2 separate regions of the Sus scrofa genome follow, and region 2 is linked to region 1. A link is a contact called in public HiChIP or PLAC-seq data. All regions are on one chromosome and are shown on one strand. Each heading gives the region's core, a stretch centred on a gene start, on an enhancer-like site or on the middle of the called end of the contact. The rest is flanking DNA. Distances are from core to core; before and after follow the strand shown.

What was found. HiChIP or PLAC-seq counts read pairs in DNA pulled down with a chosen protein or histone mark.
Region 2: a contact with region 1 is called in an H3K27ac HiChIP or PLAC-seq map of alveolar macrophages. The contact joins the promoter of RASGRP1 here to the enhancer-like site in region 1. A contact is called at or near these places in 2 of 5 promoter capture datasets (fetal liver and liver), 24 of 47 Hi-C or Micro-C datasets (alveolar macrophages, blood, brain and 12 more) and 1 of 2 datasets of contacts at active chromatin or transcription factors (alveolar macrophages).

Annotation. Positions count from the first base shown.
Region 1 is chr1:132,614,539-132,617,463 of Sscrofa11.1, reverse strand. LOC110261470 (a long non-coding RNA gene) reads left to right here. Exons shown (of 3, transcript XR_002345565.1): 2 at 940-1,029; 3 at 2,327-2,836. Among named protein-coding and RNA genes, the nearest start is that of RASGRP1, 86 kb to the left of the region's middle. Within about 2 kb of position 1,588, at least 7 of the 83 cell types and tissues checked have an H3K27ac peak or open chromatin away from gene starts, as enhancers often do. A contact at or near this core is called in alveolar macrophages, where this site is marked.
Region 2 is chr1:132,700,744-132,703,778 of Sscrofa11.1, reverse strand. It overlaps RASGRP1 (RAS guanyl-releasing protein 1), which reads right to left and starts at 1,284. Exons shown (of 17, transcript XM_003121603.4): 1 at 1,009-1,284. The coding sequence starts at 1,043. It overlaps LOC110261469 (a long non-coding RNA gene), which reads left to right. Exons shown (of 4, transcript XR_002345564.1): 1 at 1-180.

The DNA of each region.
Region 1 (2,925 bases), core at 339-2,838:
ACATTATGAAGACAAACCTGTTGAGAATCCTGATTCTGTACCAAGATATTCATCTCTTTAAAGTCTGTTTTCCTTTCTAATATTAGGATAATAGTTCATGCTTCTCAGGGAAAGGATTAAACACTGAAAATGTATGTAGGATGCTGGGACAAAGTAAATAGTCCTATGCTTGAGAGCACAAAAACAAGGGTCCACTTGAGCAGACAGTGGGGTATTTCTGAAGGACCAGGCGGGAGAGGTGATATGGGGCATGGTAGCTTTTCAAGGCAGAATATAACCATTTCTGAAAGCCCAGAATGTAAACTTTCACAACGAGAACCATCTGGAGGGGGAGGCATGGTGATACAGAGATCAGGCAGATTCCTCTGGGTGTTTCCTCCTCCACAACATGTTTTTTTAGAAGTGAAATCAGAAGAGCATCAGGGCAGCTTCGAAGGGGAAGTCATAAAAGGACAGGTTACATCTTGGGGACATGAGAGTATTCTGTGCACTCCTTGAGGAAGAGGGTCGGGGAGAGCAGGTTCACCTTGGCCTTGCCTGATGGCCTATTAGGTCATTAAGGATGGTCTCACCTCCTCCATGCCTCCTGGTTCTCCGAGTCATCACTCAGTCTGAGAACCAGTGGAAATGTTCCAAAGCTTGGGCTAGGCTCTGGATCTGTTCTTCCCACCTGAAGGCTGACTGCCATCCCTCTGATTCCCACTATTTCCCACCTCCTATCAACAAAGCACAGTTCCTCTCCTCCCCTCTCCTTCTCTATTTTTCTCTCTTTCCCTCACTCTAACCACCCCGCCATGTCTCCTCTCAATGATGGCAGGACCTTTATGCTCTAAAAGCATATTTGGAAATTAAAGAAAGCAATTCTCAGGAGGAGAAGTTTCCATCCAGATACTATTTCATTAGAATTGTTTTTTTTTTTTTTATGTGTGCTACCTCCAGCCAGTGTCTGATGCCCCATAAGGATGTAAAATTATAAGGCAATGTCTTCTTCAAAGGTGAAAAACAAGCTCCAGATGTTTCCAATAGCAGGTAAGAGCCACAAAACATTTTAGAAAGTTTAGAAAACTTTGACTCTAGCTCAGGTGATCTAGAAAAATAGCTTTAGAAAGTCCACTTTAAAGAGTAATATTTTGATGTTGCATGTAGAGTTAGCTAAAGCTTTGTATTTCAAATATTTGAGGCCATTTGGAGTATGTTTTGGGGTAACAATTAAACTTGGAGTGAATGCCAGAGACTGACTGCAGGACAGCAAAAGCCAGAAGTGTTTGTGGAGTGGGTGTGAGGAAGCAGCAGCCATCTGCATATCCCTTATCTGTATAGAAGCTGTGAGAGAAGTATAACCATCCCATTTCCCAGATGAGAAGATAAGCTCAAGGGGTCAACATCAGACATGTAACTGACCAAGTCAATTTCAGTCCTTCGTGTGTTACACCAGCTTCCTGCTGACACAAGGATCTATCTTATTCCTGTTTAACTGCCTGCATAAGGTTATGTTTTCACCAAATTGGGAAATGTGGGTTCCTGCCCTAGTGCTGCCCCCCATTAACAGGGAGGAGTCGAATAAGCCACTTCCCCTCTCTGAGTGAATGGGCCGGCTCAACAACAGTCTCTGAAAGCAGAATCAGCTCTGAAGGGCTGAGGTCGCTTGGGTTACTTTACGTGCCCATCTGAATGCTTGTTTAACCTAAGCCTGCCCATTAGTTCTCCTGAAGGCACGTGGCTGAGGCAGAGCCTCCTGCAAATGTCTTGGGAGGAAGGAGCAGCTAAAAGAATCAGATCTTTCTTGGCCTTGAGAACCACCCCTAGCCAAGCCTCCTCTGCATGCAGCACTGGAAACAGGCACTTTCAGTGAATACCTGGGGCTGTGATGGGCTCTCATCCCAATGTCACACTGTCAAATGTCTGAAGATGGAAAAATCAAGGAGGTTTTTGTTGAGTTGTGATTAAGAAACCTTACATATATCTCAAAAAATGACTTTGCTGAGCTTACAAGGCAATAGATAAATGAGGTCACTCTGGCATATGCTGGCTGCTTACAAACTGGGAAAGGTGGAGTCAGTGAGTGAGGCAAGTGGGTGAGACTCATTGGCAGGCTTCTCAGAGATGGGCAGTTTTGGTGGAAAGGAAGGGCAGCTCCAGGCATGGTACAGAAATGTTTCCTGATGGATGGGAGCTTTCAGAGTAGATGGGGGAGGCAAAAGGCTGAGGGCAAACTATGAGGACAGTGAAGATGCTTGTTAGAATTGGGATTCATAAAAGGTGATAAGAGATCAACCTGGGGCCTGCTGGATGACCATCTGCTTATTTACTCTGCTTTTTCTTCTAGGACAGTTGCATGGGGTGGAGGCTGCATTCAGATATCTAAAGGAGGTGGCTGGACCTCAGCAAGTGACACTGGGCTGGGAGATGGGGGATGAAGGGTACATGCTGAGGTTGGAAGCAGATTAAGAACTTTCAGCTCCCTGAAGGACAGCCACACTTTCTTAGAAACATTTCCTTTATTTTCATCATCTGAGGGCAACTTGCAACAGAGTTGCTGAGCTCTGATTTTTCATTTTAGTTGCAAGCTGGACCTTGAAGGAGGAGAAGGTGGGCTTTTCAGTAGCATTTGCCTGTAGATGCCTCTCGTTTGCTAGGGATGAAGATCTCACATTGCCTGTGGTGACTGGTCCAGTAAAGTCCTGGGAGAACAGGGCTGCAAAGGGCTCTTTCTTGTAAAGAATGCTTTGAGGTCATTCCCAGTGGTAATGAATCGACTAATACCCACGCAGATTAGGGTTCAATTCCTGGCGTCACTCAGTGGGTTACGGATCTGTCATTGCTGTGAGCTGTGGTATAGGTCACAGATGCACCTCGGATCCTGCGTGGCTGTGGCTGTGGCATAGGCCAGTGGCTACAGCTCCAACAGGACTCCTAGCTTGGGAA
Region 2 (3,035 bases), core at 35-2,534, 87 kb before region 1:
CGGCTTGTAGCAAGGATTTCTTCAGGCCCCAGGCCTGCCCTCTCCCAGCTCCCATGATAACAGACTCAATTTAATTTCCTGAAGCTCCTCCTCTTAACCTGGTGCAATTTAATTTGCTGCAGCCTCTCCTTTCGATTTGGTGCAAGGCACAGCGCAGGACCTTCAGGGGACAGAGGTCAGGTAGGACATAAAGTGCCAAAACCTTTTAGCTTCATAAGGTTCAACTGGGCAACGCTTCCTGCCTCGACTGGGCCCAGCCAGGCACAACAGAGCTCGCGTGTACAGAGGTAGGATGAGCATTGCCTGCCCAGGCTCTATGCTGAGCCCAGGTCATGGTCGGCAGCTGCCTGGTTCCGGCCCTTTCAGGGCCAATCTCAGGTGCCTGGCCCCTCCTGCCTTTTCACTCGCGGTCACTTTCCCTTCATCTTTTGTCACCCCCAAGATCCTCCTAAAACACGTCTAGCATCACTGGATGTGGGGGATCGCGGGGTCTCCACCCAGGAGGTTGTGCGACTCTCTGGCCCCTGCGCGCTCACAGCAAACGCAGTTGGCCTCCTGAGTCGGGCCGGACATCCGCAGGGCCGGACAGGCCGCCAGGTGGCGCCGCCCGAGCCGAAGCGGCAGCAGGTGCGGGGGGCGCAGAAAGTCCGTGAGTAGGAGTCCCAGGGGTCCCGCGCCCCAGGTTGGGGGACCCGGTCGCTCGGCACGATTCCGGGGCTCGCTCGGCACGATTCCGGGGCTCGCCCGGTGAACTCTGGCCGCGCGTCCGCACAAACCAGCTCCGTCTCCCGCTAGTCGGGCGAGATGCGCCAAGCGCGCCGGGTGCATCTGTCCCTTGCATCCGTCTCCCCTGACTTCGGCGGAGACCCCGGCCGGCCTCACCCGCGGCCAGCAATTTTCCATAGGAGGAGGTCAGGACCGGTCACCCCGCTTCCCGTCTCGGCGAAGTCCCGGGGCCGCGGGCGCCGTGCCCTCCCCCCAAGAAAGGAAACGGGCGCCCCTACTCACCGCGGAGCCTCTCTCGTCTTGCCCAGGGTGCCCATGGCCGCGGCCGCGCTCCCGGAGCCGCCTCACCTAGCGCGGCGGGACAGGCTCGGCAGGGAGCGGCGCATCTCCAACGCCGCCACCGCCGCCTGCCGAGCCCTTCAGTACTGGGCCGCCCACCCTCCACTCTCTGCTCTCTGAGCCGGTCGAGCCCGACGGCTGCGCACCCGCAGGCACAAACTTTGTGTGAGCGCGCCCCCTCGCCCTCCTCCTCGAGCGCGTGCACATTCGCAGGCACAAACCACCTGACAGCGCTGATGTTATCGCCGGAGGAAATGTGTGGCGCTCTTCTGCTCTTCCCTGAAACCTGCCCCCATTACTCTCTAGTCCCCAGAGCCTGCCTCTCTTTCCGATCTCGCCTTTCGCCCCTGCAGGCCACCTCTGCCCGCCCAAGGCTGAAGTTCGAAGAGGAGTTGGAGGGACGGGGAGACCCGGGTGCCCTGGATCCCAACCCTCAATCCGCGACCGGAGACGGGGTGGGGGCTGGAGGAAACCGACTTCGCGGCCAGTTCTTGGGGTAACCCCACCTTCCCACATTTCAGTACTGGCTCTCGAAGACCCCTTGTCCCCTCTCAGGCCTTTCTTGTATATATCAGAGCTCAGAGGAGGGGGTGGGATAAGGAACGAATACACAGGTGTGGGTCCGCCTTAGCCTGTGCCTTTGGGTGGCTTCTTGGTAGCAATTTGCAAGACTGGAGATCCGTGCTCGGTACCCTGAGGGAGCAGCGAGTGTGGAGGTTCGCTCTGGGTGTGATGCCTATCAGGCAAGACACAGCTGCCTGGCCTTTGTGGATGTGGGAGATGTGGGGAGAAGAGGACAGGGCTGAGGATGGGTGGGGAGACTTTTCTGACAGCCTATCGGGCCAGGAATGGCAACGTACTCCTAATTGCCCCAAAGATAGTGATAACAACATAGCCAATGTTGATTGAGTGCCTTGTGTTAAATGCTTTCTGTACATAACCTCATTTAAGCCACTTCCCCTAAATACCAAGAGGTAACTCTTTTAAAGATGGAAAAAATATTAAGGTTCAGAGAATAATATGCTTCCCATCTGCAACTAGTAAACAGCAGAGAGAACCAAGATCTGACTCCCTGTAACCACTGCAAACTGTCCTAGTAACATACCCATTATCACTGTAACATGCAGTAACTCCAGCCACAGTATTAAGTTCCTTTTATATATTCCCTCATATGTATATGCCAACTTATCCTTGAAAAAAAAGAATTCAAGATAGCTTACAAAGGTGTGTAACTCACAAAAAGAAGTGTATAAAATGAAAAGTGAAAATTAAAGCACATAAAATGGAGCAGAAATGAAAGTGTGTGTGTATGTGTTTATTGCAACCCATAGCATTCAATACACTTGCTATAAATGGGACCAAACTTTGTCTCCTGGATTTCCAGCAGTCATGATCAAAAGGGAGGCCTTTTCTAAAATTCAATTCCTATCACAGGCAGACAAAAAAAAAAAAAAAAAAAAAAAAAAAGATTGCTCGAAATCAACTCTTCTTGATACCCAGACCAAAAAGAAATTTCTCCAGAGAAACTTCATGAACATTGGGTAATGGAAGCAAGCCCTCAGTCACAGCCACACGCATAGACAGAGCATGTGATGTTAAATTATGACACTCTTCCAGACTCACACAGAATATACATAATGTCAAATGGATAAACATATACCTTACATAAATGCGTAATTATATGTAAATATGTACTTAGATACAGAGATAAGTTACTGGCTGTATTCACACAATACTAAATACAGTTGCAGGTAGGTATACACTTGCACACATATACACTTGCAGTCCATTATACAATAAGGATAGAAATTATAAGCTATTCATTCAAGAAGTGAGGCTTGTTGAGGGTTTTTTTTTTGTTTTTTTTTCCCCCACTTCTGCCCAGGAAGCATCTTCCTTTCTGGCTTCCTGAGAGCACTGCATTCTGCTTGCACCTGAACCTGTTTTGGGGCCCACCTGAACTCTTTGAA